Linked DNA regions of Mus musculus: all the other regions are linked to region 3. A link is a contact called in public HiChIP or PLAC-seq and promoter capture Hi-C data. All regions are on one chromosome and are shown on one strand. The core of a region is the stretch at or near the end of the contact, and the rest is flanking DNA. Distances in the headings are between cores, read along the strand shown.

Region 1 (4,561 bases), core at 162-2,661, 2.7 Mb after region 3:
TTTTTGCTAGACTGGACAACAGAGAGGAATACATCAAAAAACAAAACAAAACAAACAAACAAAAACCCAGAGCCAGAGGTCTGGCTGTGGTGACACTTAACTCCAGCAGTCCTGAGGCAGAGGCAGGAGGCTCTACTGAGTTGGAGACTAGTCTGGACTATATATCAAGTTCCAGGACAGCCAAGGTTACATAGTGAGACCCAATCTTTAAAAAGAAAGAAAGGAAGGAAGAAAGAAAAGAAGAGAGAAAGAGAGAAGAGAAGAGAAGAGAAGAGAAGAGAAGAGAAGAGAAAAAGAGAAGAAGAAGAAGAAGAAGAAGAAGAAGAAGAAGAAGAAGAAGAAGAAGAAGAAGAAGAAGAAGAAGAAGAAGAAGAAGAAGAAGAAGAAGAAGAAAAAAAAACTAACATAGGTAGGGATGGAGTCACTGGCCTGTAACTCCAGATTTTGGGAAATGGAGACAGAGCATGAAGGTAAGGAGTTCAAAACTGGCCTAGGCTATATAAGACCCTGATTCAAACAACAACAAAAAACCCAGGTATGGCAGAGCGGGCGCAGGGTAGGGTGTGGGCTGGGCTGGACTATAGAGTAATGTCTTCACTCAAAAATACAAGACAACAAAACAAAGCAAAATGAACCCCGTGGTCTGGGTCATGACTTGGGAAAGGCGGCCCCATCTTTAAATCCATTGTCAGTTTCTGTACCCCCTCCTTCCCTCCTAGTTCCCCAGTTTCCGAGCCTGCTCTGACTGACACCGCCAGCTGGTCCCGGGTTTCACAACTGGGTCTCTGTCAAAATACGGACTGGATAACGCCTTCCTGAGAGAGGAGGATTGTAGGAGCTAATAGCTTCTGTGGATGAAGTGGATTGGAAGGTTAGGGCGGGGCTAATGACTTGAGGGCGGGCTCTAAATTCTGAGGGCGGGGCTAACTCTACTAGAGCGTCTGGTCCAAGGTTCCAGTCCTGAGATGTTCAAGGGGGTGTGGCTATTTGCTCTAGGGGCGGGATTAGAACTTTTGTTGTTTCTAGATTTAGGGGGTGGAGCTAAGAGCCCTGGGGGCGTGTCTAGCTCTAATAAACAAGGAGCGGGGATCCGGCTAGGATACAGGCGCAGGTTATAGAATAACCTGTCATATTTAAGGTTTCAATGTCAAGTTCTGGTCGTGCGAGGGGACTTATGGGAAATCAGATAAAAGATTTAGAGGAGGCTTTCGGGAATAGGAGTGTCTTCTTTCACCCCATCCTCCTTCCAGAGCTGAGGGGCGACGCTTCAGGATGAAAAGCAGGAAGGACCCTGCCCCTTCAAACCCGTCCGCATCCTTATTGGCGGAGGAGCCTGCGCGACAGACTCTCATTGGTTCCTAACGGGAGAGGAGGGTGTAGAGAGAATACACTCAGGTTTGTGGGAGGGACCAGACAGTACCTAGGGGGACCCCGACGCAGCCAATCCTGACCTGAAGACTGTTGCGGGGGTTGGGGGAACGGACAGAGCAGTCTCTCGACACCCTTACAGGGCATCCTAGGGGATGACCCCTGTGCCAGGCTCAGAGCCGGCCGCCTGATGCTGGGTGGGCCGTGCTGGGGATGCTGGAACGAAGGGCGTTGCTATGGCAACGGGAGGCAGGGCCTGGGGGGGGGACCGGGCCCGAGCTGGGGCTGCGGGGGCCGGCGGTGGCTGTGGTGGGGCAATGGCGGAGCGCGGCCCGGCCTTCTGCGGCCTCTACGACACGTCCTCTCTGCTGCAATACTGCAACGGTGAGAGCCCCCTTCCTAGTTCAGACCCTGGCCCCGCCCAGGGTGGACCTACCTCCTCCTGCCCCAACCCTTTTCTTCCAAGTCCTTATCTCCTCCCTTGTGAGAGATTCTCCCTTTCTCCTCATCAACAGGATTCTGACCCCAAAACAAGGTCCTTTATCCCCAAAGTCACGATCCTGCTCCCCCTATCCCAACAAACACCTGCTCCGAAGGTGTCCAGACAGAGGGAAGGGTAAAGATCGTAGAGGAGCCTGTGAGGGAGAGGGCAGACCTGGGGTTGGGGTAGGGAGTCAGCTCGATGTGGAACTCTTTCTGCCCCCTACCTCCTCAGCCCCTTCCCCGGGACCCTTCCCTGTCTTTGGGCATAGCAGGGGGAAATGCTGAATTGAGGGCTGGGCTTGGGAATAGTAAAACAGCAGAAGACTTTCTGTACACTGCACTGTCTTCAGCTTTGCCTCTGCCCCCTCTCCCCACCCCAGGTAGAATCCTCTTCTCCCCTAGACAAATGTGTATGGCGCCAGTAGGGCCATTTTAGTACGAGGGGAGCTGGGCTGGAGGAGTGGAGAGGTAAAGAGACGCGGAGAGTGGACACTGGTCTCTAGGCCAGGAAAACGTCCAGGAGGAAGCCAAGAGCTTGAGTCATGGGGTGGGACCATCAGGCCAAGCAAGGCCTCAGATGAAAGCTGACGACCGTTCAGGGTCAATGTGCCCCCATGTCAATCAGGGGGCCTTGCCAAAGGATCATCTCAGAGTTTGGAGGTCACTCCCTTGGGCACACAAACACTTTGCTAGGGACCCCTAGAGTTGGCAAAGGAACTAGAATGTTATTTAATCCCCCATCTACCTTCTAAAGGTTAAGGACCACAGGGTGTCTCAGGCTAGGCCAAGTATGGGTTCTGGTCCTGAAAGAAAAGCTGTGTCCGAATCAAGTGGCTGGGATCTTCTGGATGACAGTCCTTGATGAGGCCTCTACAGCCATCAGAGTAGAGGGTGGGGGTGGGATAGCTGCCATATTTATTGGTTCATCTTATTTTGGATTTATTAAGCTCATATCATGATGTGGGAAACATGTTAAGTGTGGGGCCTAGCTCTTGTATTTCCAACGGTAACATTATTTACCGGAGGTAGAAAAGGGCTCAAAATAAGGTGGGTTGCTGGCTCCCCTACCCCCTACTGGCTGTGCAGTCCTTGGCTTATCTCTAAACTCCCTGACACCGTCTTCTTCACAGGACCCTGGGACTTCCCGATAGAGGTCTCAAGTCTCTGCAATCTTCTCCCTCCGACCTCGAGAGCCCCCCTCCCCCCTCCTTCTGCAGGTCCAGACACCGAACCTGCGGAGCACTGGGTGGGTGGGGGTAGAGGACGGGGTGGCAGGACAAGGCAGGCGATTGGATCACGGAGGGAGAGGGAGGGGGTGGAACAGGAGGCTGCAGTGCGTGAGTCCAGCGGGCAGGCGCGGCTGGCTTAGTGACGGACACAGGACTCGGGATGGCAAGTGAGACCTCCGAGCCCGCTAGCTGTTCCTGCTACCATCTTTACTTGACACGGGCTGGAAGCCAGGGTCTCCTAGATTGTCTCAGCAATGAGTCTGGGTAGGAGTGGTCTGGAAGGGAGGTGGAGGAGGGCCACTTAGAATCCCCCACCCCCGTGGGAGGAAGGACGGGAAAGGAAAATGATGAGGGAGTCATTTAAAACTGAATCAATAGACGGAAGAGAAGGAAAAGAGCTAAATCTGAGGTGGGGCTATAGAGGCAACATAAAGTGGGACCAGAGGACAGAAACTCCCTGTGGGGAAAGCGATCGGGTGTCATCTCTGTCCTGTAATCCCCATGTCGGCCGCCAGGGGTCATAGAAGCTCTGTCCTTAGGGCTTCTTGGCGGGGCGAACCCGTTGGAGAGGAGAACGAGGGGAAGGGATGAACAGGACTGGACCTTTTGAGCTTGAAAAGTCTTGGATACAGCGAGCGAATGTTGGTACCCGTGACAGAATATTGTCGTTCATCAGAGGACGTTGGGAGAGCGTTCTAGAACGTTGTCACTGGGAATAGCTTGATGTCATCTTTAAAATGCTGATACGACTTAAAGGATATTTCACATCTTAGTCACAGAATCTTAAAACCAAAGCGAGGCCCCGGAATTGGTGGAATCTGTATGAAAAAGAGGGACTTCCCCCAAGGTCGCATGGTCAGGACACTGTGGTAGAGAGAGGAGGTGGGGATTTCCTTCCTCCTTGCCGGAACCCTCCTCTTCGGCCCATCTCCGCGCATCCTCATCGGCCCCAGGTTGCAGGAAAAGCAGAGAGTGGGGCTGGTCCCGGACAGACCCCGAAAAGCCAGAGAGACTCTCCTGGTCTTTGGAGCGCTCCCCCGCACCCCTCCCGTCCCGTCCCGTCCCGTCCCGTCCCTCCCCCCCCCCCCCCCCCCCACCTCCTGGTCCCCTGCAGCCCGCATCTCCTTGGCTTTCTAGATGATAATCTGTCCGGCACCAGTGGCATGGAGGTGGACGACCGCGTGTCGGCGCTGGAGCAGCGGCTGCAGCTGCAAGAAGATGAACTGGCGGTCCTAAAGGCGGCGCTGGCGGACGCGCTGCGTCGCCTGCGGGCATGCGAAGAGCAAGGCGCGGCGCTGCGTGCGAGGAGCACCCCTAAGGGCCGGGCGCCCCCGCGTCTGGGCACCACCGCCTCGGGTATTTTGGTCGGGGTGGAGGGTATGAGGACGATGCACAAAGGCATGACCTCATGTTCATATCTAACCCTATTGCTCCAGTGTGTCAGCTCCTGAAAGGCCTTCCCACCAGGACGCCCCTCAATG
Region 2 (4,658 bases), core at 1,945-4,444, 2.8 Mb after region 3:
ATTTTTTTCAAAGATTAATATATGCCAGGCAGTGTCGGTACACATTTTTAATCCCAGCACTCGGGGGGTAGAGGCAGGTGAGTTCAAGTTCTGTGAGTTCAAGGTCAGCCTGGTCTACAGACTGAGTTCTAGGTCAGCCAGGGCTACACAGAAAAACCCTGTCTCGACACCCTCCTCAAAAGATTTGTTTTTATTTTATGTGCATGAGTGCTTGGGGTTTTATACTCTGTGGCCACCTTGTGACCCTAACCCTGCCCCACCTTCCAACCAGGGCAGCCTTTTCACTCATGCCCACTTTCCAGGATCTTCTGGACACTGGTTTTTGTTTTGTTGTTGTTGTTATTATTATTAGTGTGTGTCAGTCATTTATTATTATTATTTTATTATTATTATTATTGTTATTATTATTATGTGTGTGTGTGTCAGTCAAGCTTGGGGCAACTCTAGAGTGGGCTTCTTCCAGTTCTGAGGATGGAACTTCGGTAAGCAGGCTTCCATGGCAGACACCCTTACCAACTACCAAACCGTTGCTGACTCTGGACATTATTTAATTCGTTTGTTTTATTTTGAGATCAGGGTCCATTGCTAGCCTAGAATGACCTTTTGTTTCACTCTCCGGTACTGAAATCATGGCTGCCACAATCACCATGACCTGCCCACAGGAGGGCCCTCGTTCTGTCCAGGCCAATTTTCAAAAGACCACCTGGAACTTGTTCCTGAGTGCTGAGTGTCTACCTCAGATAAGCCTGTACCATCAAACTTGTACCTAGGGGACCTCGCATGCTAGGCTGGCACTCTACCAAGGGAGCCACATCCCAGCCTCAGACCATTTTAAAACCATGTCTTCAGGTTCCCGCAGGCTGGAGAAGTCATTATCCTAAGGTTGCGGACTGGGTGACTGTCCTGTAGCCAGGCAATTATGACTATGGCTGTGATCCCCAAGACATGGGGGTGAGGATGGGGGTGGGGTAGGGGAGTGTTTGCAGTGGGGTGAGGAGCGTCCCTGGCCAAAGCAAACTCCGACTCCTCTCTTCTTCCCTGTAGTGTACCACTGGCTAGAGATGCGGACCAAGATGCGCATCATGGGCTTCCATGCTGAGGCCATCAAGCCACTGAATGAGGATGCAGCGGCTGAGCTGGGTGCGAACCTGCTGGGTGAAGCCATCATCTTTGCTGCTGCGGGCAGCTGTCTGCTGCTGGAGTTCTGGCGCCAGAAGTCATCGAAACACCGCAGGGAAGTGGCGCAGGTGGCCACGGTGCTGTCGCTGCGGGAGGATGTGGAATACCTGGAGAACATGCTGGACGAGGTGCAGGTGCAGGTGCAGGCAGCATTGCCCAGGAACTCACTGGATGAGCTGCGGGCAGAGCTGCGGGCAGAGCTGCGGGCGGAGCTGCGGACAGAGTTGCAAGCAGAGTTGCGGGCAGAGCTTCAAGATGAGCTACAGAAGTTCAGAACCCAGATCTGTAAAGATTGCTATGAGCCAGAGCTTAAGCCTGAACTCCAGTGTCCTGAGGCCCCCAAGGAGTAGAGGCCGCAGGACTCTGGCCTTGGACGTGGACTGTTGTCTGGGCTTGTCACATGACTGACCTCTCTGCATGGGCCCACCCCCAAATGGTGCCAGCTAACGTGCCCTGGTCTCTGGGGACAGATGGGTCCTAGGCTGAGAGAGGTGTGAGTACCCCTTCCCACGGGGTCTCTTTAACCCACTGGTGGGACATGACAGGAACCCTTCCAGCTCCCCTAACCAAAACCACCATTGCTTGAATGCTGTACTTGGAAAGGAGGGCAGTGTGTTGGGGAGCCGTCTAACAACCTTACTGGCCCATCATACTCCCTGCCTTAGGTTCTGGAGCCCCATCTCCCTCCATCTACCTCACTTTTTAGGGAAAGAGGATGGGGTCTGCCCTGCCCTGCTCAGTCACTCTGCCTACCCCACCGCACCCCCATAACTGGCCTTTTGTAAAGGACCCACCTGCACCCTTACCATGTGGGCCAGTGCCACCACCCACCTGTTTGTTTCACGGTATTCTCAGGATCACCCTCCCTTACTGCCTTTGATCTTCCGGGTAAAAAGCCACTTAAAATATGGCGAACAGCAGCCTCACCTTCTGTCCAAATGGGACATTCCAGAAAACCAAATAACTCCCTTACCCACTCTTTGCTAACCCACTGGGCCACGAAGGAGTGGTTTATGAATTTAAAATGTTTTATAATTAAAGGAGCCCCAGGTTAAAGAGTGTCTCAAACCATTATTTGTTGAGTGGGCAGGCGTGTCATCCATTTCAGTTAGGAAAGAACTACGGGAGGGGGACTCCTAATGGGGGGGGGGCAGTCATCTTCTGAGACCCTTCCCAGGTAAAGAAGTCAACCCAGCGTTAAGCTGTAAGACTTAACCACACAGTCTGCAGACACTGCAGGATGGAGGAAGCAGGCTGGTGAGGACCACAGAGAGAAGGGGCGTGACTGAACCAGGAATGTATGTAGAACCGGAAGTGAGAAGCAGAATTCTTGCAAGGGCGCCCACAGCTGTCAGCAACCCTCCTTTCCTGGTAGGATACCTCCCCTCTCATATAGCTGCCTTTGATGGGGCATAGCATTTAAAGTACTCCAGAGACCTTTGCATTTATAAAAACTGCAGATTTATTCAGCGAGGGCCCGTGTCCAAGAAGCTATGGTGTAGAAGTCGGAGGACCTATTTTTCCTCTTCTCCCCCTCACTTCATCTTCCCGGAGGGCAAAAATGGTCTGGACCCTGAAATCCTAACCCAAATAAAAAAACCACAAAACTGAGGTTCCAAAAAAGTTAAAGAATCTTAATTCCTCATAGAAAAGAGGGAGGAGCCAAGGCAAAAGGGTGTCCCAGGGGTGGGGGAAATACCCCCCACCTAGTGGGATACCTCCCCTCTTATATATAGCTGCCTCCGATGGGACAAGCCTGGGGTCTAGCATTTAAAAACTCCCACACCCCATTTTTATCAAAACCAAAGAGAAAAAAATTTCCCTTCCCCGCCCCCAAACCCAAATATATATATATACTTTTTCTTAAAAAAAAATTCCAAGGCATTAAAGCGTTAAAGTGAATCCAGAACAAGAGAAGGTGAGACCCCTCCTTCCTTCCCTCACTGCGGGGTTACTCGGTCCATCCCCAGCAGAGGAACCAGCCCCAAGGGGATGGTGAAGGGAAAGGACCAAAGAAAACAAAGGGGTGGGACCTCCTTATCCAATCAGCAGCCAGCGTGGGTGTGACCATGGCACCAGGAAGCCACACCCCACGTGGAATCTTCCAAGTGGGAGCTGGCGGGGGAGAACGCATTCTTGTGTAACTCTTGGTCAAGTAGAGGCAGGGAAAGCAGGTGCCAGGCAGGAAGTACAGAAAGAAGAAATGGGTCTTCTGGGTCCCTGTAGTCAAGGAGAACCCCGCTTCCTCAGCTCCTGGACAAAGACTGGAAGGAATGAGAGGCACAAGTCAGGCCAGTCTCCACTGTCTTCCCTTCCAAGGCAGGCACTTCCCATGAACACAAGGGCCTGCGTTACAACAGAGGTGCCTCACCTTCGATGATTTCCTCTTTCATTTTCTGTAGCTCCTTCCGCACCTCTTCCAGAAGCTCCTGAAAGAACCAATCAAGAGTGGTCCCGGACTCTCTTACTCCAACTTATCTAAGGTTCTTAAACATGAACACTTGCTTGTGTGCTTGTGCAGGTGTGTGCATGTGAGCGTAAGGGATGTGCAAGCAAGAGTGAGGTACATACATACACGTCGCTGGGGTGGAGGTCAGAGAACAGCTTGAAAGAATTCACTTCTTCTACCATGTTGTTTTTGTGGCTAGAACTCGGTTAAGAGTGGCACAGCCACCTTTACCTGCTTAGTCACCAAACAGTCCACTTTATTTCAGGGACAGGGACGGATCGTAGGGCATCTTAAATGCTACTTAAGCACACTACTGCTGAGCCACGCCCCAGCCCCTCTCTGGAGGATTCTAGGCTTTACCACTGAGCCACGCCCCCAGCCCCTCACTTGGGTGGGGAGGAGGGGAGTTCTTGGCACTCTTCTGATTAGCCAGGTTCTCTTCCCTTCCTTCTTGACTGAAGACAGAGAAAGCTGGTTCAACAACCCTTCCCTCATCCTTTAACACAGCTGCCAAGGTCACAAAATGATGGGAATGTTCTACAGGAGAGTTCTAGATCTTTGGGGCCAGCAGAACAGTATTGGAGAACATCCAGGAGCAAGCTTGCCAAATGTACATAGTCTCCTGCCAACTGTGACTAGAGATGGATAGCTCGAGCCACTGAGGATTCTGGGGACTCAGCAGGAATGAGTGATAGACTGGTACGGTCTGCTATAGCTACTGGGAAAGTGTGGGCGTCTGTCCCCTGGGCCCCACCCACCAACTCCTTTCCTCAGGCTAGAAGAGGTTTCTCAGCCTTTCCTAGAACCATTCTGGAGCCAGGTCTGTCTCTCCTGGCATCTTTCTAGCTATTTCCCCAAGCTACCTGCTTCACCCTCTCCAAGTCGGAGTCATCACTGGAGCAGGGCGTCGAGGGGTGGGCCTCGGAGGTAGTCACAGAAGAGGACGACTTCATCCTGAAGAGATGGCACAGGGCAGGAGTGAGGGTCCTATCCCAGGGGTTGTATTATGTTCCTCCCCAATATTTATAGC
Region 3 (4,285 bases), core at 1,067-3,566:
GAAACCACCAAAGGTCTGGTGGACTCTCCAGGAGCCGGGTGAGGGCAGGCCTGGCTTTCTCAATCCTGTCCCCAAGGCTGGGGGTGGGGCGGCAGGGCAGAACTTGGCAGCGTGAGCATGCGCACTCACCGAGGCCAGCCGGAGGCCCGACGGCCCGCAACCCCCAGGGCGGCGCCCCCAGCGCGGCAAAACGACGCAGGCGGAGGTAGGTGACGCTAAGACGCACGATGGACGCCTTGTCCAGCTGGCTGGAGATGGCACCGGGCAGAGGGAGCAGCTTGGCTAGCTCGAAGAACTCCAGATTTTCCTTCCCGCGTCGCCAGCGCGCAGCGTTGCGGGACTTCTCTTTGCGCTGCGCCTGCAGGCTGGGCGGGCGGCATGGAGGAGGTGTCAGTAAGAGTCCTGGAAACGCGGTCCCAGCACTTTAGGAAGTGGGATAGGCCTGAGTGCGAATTCTACATCCCTGCTGGCTTTTGAGGACAGGGACAGAACCTTTATTTAATAATAATAATAATAATAATAATTTAATTATTGCTATGGTATTTGGGGTACTAGGGTTTGAACTGAAGGTCTACCACCGAACTACATTCCTCAGGTTTGTTTTTTGTTTTTTTGTTTTTGTTTTTTTGGAGACGGGGGTCTTACTATGTACACCAGGCTGGCCTTAAACTTGTAGAGAGAAGCTTGCCTCTGCCTCCGGAGCACCGAGATAAAAGGCGTACATAACCACGCCCGGCTAATGTTTTTGCCTTTTGCGATAAGTTCTTATTTGTCCAGGCTAGCCTTGAACTGGCGAGCCTCCTGCTTCAGTTGGGATGTCAGGCCACGGGGCTGGGGACAGAACCTTCTCTTTAGCCTGAGAATGTCGGGGTGAATTCGCAGCTGGGGGACTAAAAACAGAACTCAGCAATAAGTGAGGGTGACGGAAGTCTAGATATGGGTCAGGGCACAGGCCAGAGGATGAATGTCATCTGAAAGGCTGTGAAGCCCCCCACCCCCGCACGCCTTCGGGGGAGAGGCCATTCAGGGGCAGATTTGCTCACCAGGGTCCGGGCGGGGCCTTGACCATCAGCCCAGGCAGGAAATCCCAGGGGACGCCGGCTCCACGGCCGCCCCCGCACTTGACTTCACCTCGGCCACCGCTTCTGGGATAGGGGGTCGCCATCTCGACGGGGACTCGGGAATTCAGGTGCGAAGGAGTCGCAGGTGGGGCTCAGTTCCCTGGAGGAAGAACGTCCAGGGAAACTGAGGTGCGTGCGTGTGCCCAAGGGTCAAGCCAGGAGCTGCCTTAGATGCGTTCCTCAGTTTCCCCTTCCTGGGAAGCCGCGGTTCCCACCCTGGCGCTTCGGGTGAGGACGTGCCCCGCCGCCGCCTCCCCCGCGCGGCCCGCCAGCGCGCCCGCCTCACGCCCGCGCCGGGCCGGCTCCCGCATACCAATGGGCGCACGCGGCGCGCATACGGATCGGACCGGCCCGCGCGCTGCGTGCCAAGCATGCCCAAGCTGCGCTGGGGCGGGCTCCTCGCTGGGGCCCAGACGCTCTGGGCTCCATCCCCCCCATAGCTCCCAGCACCCGAAGGACCTGTTCCCCAAAGCTATCCCCAGAGTCCCACTCCCCAGGTCTGCAGCTACACCCACTTCCTAGCCTGGGCTAAGGAGGCAGGGAGGACAGAGGGACCCCACCCCAAGTCCTGCCCAGGAAGCACTCAAGCCCCTCGGGGTGGCGCCACCTGACCCGGTTGCTAAATATCCCTAATGTACAACTTCCTCCCTAAAGACCAGGGCGTAAGACCCTGGTCTATGACACCGCTGGTCACTCCAGGATGGACGCGACACTCGGGGCCCAGGTACTGGAATCCAGATCCTTTAGAGCCAGGGACGTGTCCATCTGGTTCTTTCCTCTTCACGATTAGGCGTCCAGGCCGACCATGTCCCCAGCATCCAGGTGGCCTCCAAGCCTCCCCAAAACGCGCTGACGTCTAATCAGTCCCCTGAGCCTCTGTGACCAGGACCCCAACAACCATGCACCACTTTCTGGATCCCGGCGGTATAGGTGTCCGGATGCCGTGGCCTCCAGGTTACCAAGACTCTCAGCCTCGCATCCCAGCAGGACCCAGAAGTCCCCATTTCCTCCCGCCAAACCTTCAGGCGTCCCGCACCCGCAGGACTCCCGACATGGTTACCTGGCCGCTGGGCGTGCTCGGGGCGCGGCGTGGGGTCCACTGGGTGGCGTGGAGGGGCCGCTCCATAGACCCCGGGGCGCGCGGGCTGGGGAGCCCGGCTCTCGGCGCCCACGGCGGCCTCGCAGACTTTGAGACCACGGACAGCGGCGGCGAGGGGCGGTGCCTGTCTTCGCCCCGCCTACAGCGGCCCCTGCCTGCTGGATAGTTCCCATTCCGGGAACTATCTGGGATAGTGTTGGCCTGGTGTGTCTGAGTATCCTCACCGTTTGACCACATCAGGAAGCTCTGCCAGCCTCTCCACCCTGGAGTCCCACCACGATCGCCATCTTCAGTTATAGAACCCTCCCCCCGGCGCCCCAGCCACCCCTTGGAACTCTTGGGGCAATCTGCACCATAGTTCAGTAGGAAAGGACACTCGGACATCAGTGCCCCTTCTAGAGATGTAAATCGGGGCCTTTCACAATCTCTCTTCCCAAGTGAGAATTCCAGGATGCCAGACTCCATTAAGGTCAGGTCGTGGCCTGGGCACCTGACTCCTTCGTTTACCCAGGTCTTGGTTGTTAAGGGGACGATATAGCCCAGGGCCCCAAGGTCTTGTCTCTATGCCTCCCATTGGAACTAGAGCCCCAACTTGTGGGCACCCACCTTTATAAGTGAGAATGGGGAAACAGCGGGATGTGGTGGCACTCACTTGTTAAGCCCAGCACTTGGGATGCTGAGGCAGGAGGATTGCACAAGTTGGAGTCAAGCCTGGGCTATAAAATGAATGCAGTCTGGGATCCAGAGGGAGATCCTGTCTCAAAAACTAAAGTGTGGCTGAGCTGGGAGAATGGCCAGCCCAGAGCATAAAGCTTGTGGCGGAAGAGTGTGAGGCCAACCTGGGTACAAATCCCTAGAAACCACACAAAGTCTAAGGTAGTCCCGCTGTGTGTCTGTCACACCAGCAGTCCGACAGTGCGCAGCAAGAGGGCCCTGGGAAGCTGGCAGGCCAGCCTGGTTACCTGACAGGAGACTGTCTCAAACAAGGCGAGAAGAGACGAGACTGCCTTCTGACCTCCACATGGGCTGCAACCATGGAATGCGTGTGAGCACACACAGGCACTGGCAAGATGTCTCATGGGTAAATGGCTTGCCACCAGCCCAGATGGCCTGCTTGATTCCATGAACACACACAGTGGAAGAAAAGAACCAATTCCCTGAGTTGTCCCCTGACACACGTGAGGACCCCCCACCCCAACACGCACTCACAGAATGTAAAAAGAAGCCGCTGAGTTCGAGGTCAGACTGCTCTATAGAGTGAGTTCTAGGACGACCAGGGCTACACAGAGAAAGTCTGTTTTGAAAAACAAAAACAAATAAAAAAATCAAACAACAAAATCTCCCAAACAGCCAGGCAGTGGTGGCGCACACCTTTAATCCCAGCACTCGGGAGGCAGAGGCAGGCAGATCTCTGAGTTGGAGGCCAGCCTGGTCTACAGAGTGAGTTCCAGGACAGCCAGGGCTACACAGAGAAACCCTGTCTCAAAAAACAAAAACAAAAACAAACAAAAAAAATCCCCCAAACAAACAAACAAAAGACAAAGAAATAACTGAAAGTCTGGGGATTCAGCAAGGTGGTAGAGCATCCTGGAAATAACAGGCCTTCCAGATAACTAGCCCCTAATTAGGAGAGGGCTGACATGAACCTGATACAGGCTTCCTGCCTGAGTGTAGGAGCATCCTCACTACTGCCAAGTCTTACTGTCACATCTTTTTGTTTGTTTGTTTGTTTGTTTTTCAAGACAGGGTTTCTCTGTGTAGCCCCTGGCTGTCCTGGAACTCACTCTATAGCCCAGGCTGGCCTCGAACTCAGAAATCTGCCTGTCTCTGCCTCCCAAGTGCTGGAACTAAAGGCATGTGCCACAACTGCCTGGCTTACTGTCACATCTTAATTTAGCTTCTAATTTTTTTTTTTTTTTTGAGACACGGTTTCACTTAACCCAGGCTGGCCTTGAGCTCTTGGTCCTCCTCATCCCCTCTCCCAAACACTGAGATTACAGGCATCGTATGCTACAAAAAACAAACAAACAAAAAACACTTTAATCCCAACAGGGGAGACAGGCTG

The links. Promoter capture Hi-C pulls out the DNA fragments that hold promoters and counts their contacts. HiChIP or PLAC-seq counts read pairs in DNA pulled down with a chosen protein or histone mark.
Region 1: a contact with region 3 is called in an H3K4me3 HiChIP or PLAC-seq map of embryonic forebrain, with 9 times the contacts expected there. The contact joins the promoter of Eml2 here to the promoter of Npas1 in region 3. A contact is called at or near these places in 1 of 39 promoter capture datasets (liver) and 1 of 115 datasets of contacts at active chromatin or transcription factors (embryonic forebrain).
Region 2: a contact with region 3 is called in a promoter capture Hi-C map of stem cell-derived epiblast-like cells, with 3 times the contacts expected there. The contact joins the enhancer-like site here to the promoter of Npas1 in region 3. A contact is called at or near these places in 6 of 39 promoter capture datasets (cranial neural crest, frontonasal cranial neural crest, hippocampal neurons and 3 more).

What each region holds. Positions count from the first base shown.
Region 1 is chr7:19,175,010-19,179,570 of GRCm38.p6, forward strand. Eml2 (echinoderm microtubule associated protein like 2) reads left to right here and starts at 1,412. Exons shown (of 22, transcript NM_001347582.1): 1 at 1,412-1,752; 2 at 4,218-4,436; 3 at 4,517-4,561. The coding sequence starts at 1,605.
Region 2 is chr7:19,254,312-19,258,969 of GRCm38.p6, forward strand. It overlaps Gm38499 (predicted gene, 38499), which reads left to right. Exons shown (of 2, transcript NM_001370864.1): 2 at 1,045-2,235. The coding sequence starts at 1,062. The coding sequence ends at 1,529. It overlaps Vasp (vasodilator-stimulated phosphoprotein), which reads right to left. Exons shown (of 13, transcript NM_009499.3): 11 at 4,492-4,582; 12 at 3,551-3,608; 13 at 2,618-3,443. The coding sequence ends at 3,406. Among named protein-coding and RNA genes, the nearest start is that of Gm38499, 7.2 kb to the left of the region's middle. Within about 2 kb of position 3,195, at least 72 of the 459 cell types and tissues checked have an H3K27ac peak or open chromatin away from gene starts, as enhancers often do. A contact at or near this core is called in stem cell-derived epiblast-like cells, where this site is marked.
Region 3 is chr7:16,474,464-16,478,748 of GRCm38.p6, forward strand. It overlaps Npas1 (neuronal PAS domain protein 1), which reads right to left and starts at 2,317. Exons shown (of 12, transcript NM_008718.2): 1 at 2,182-2,317; 2 at 1,044-1,221; 3 at 130-365. The coding sequence starts at 1,165.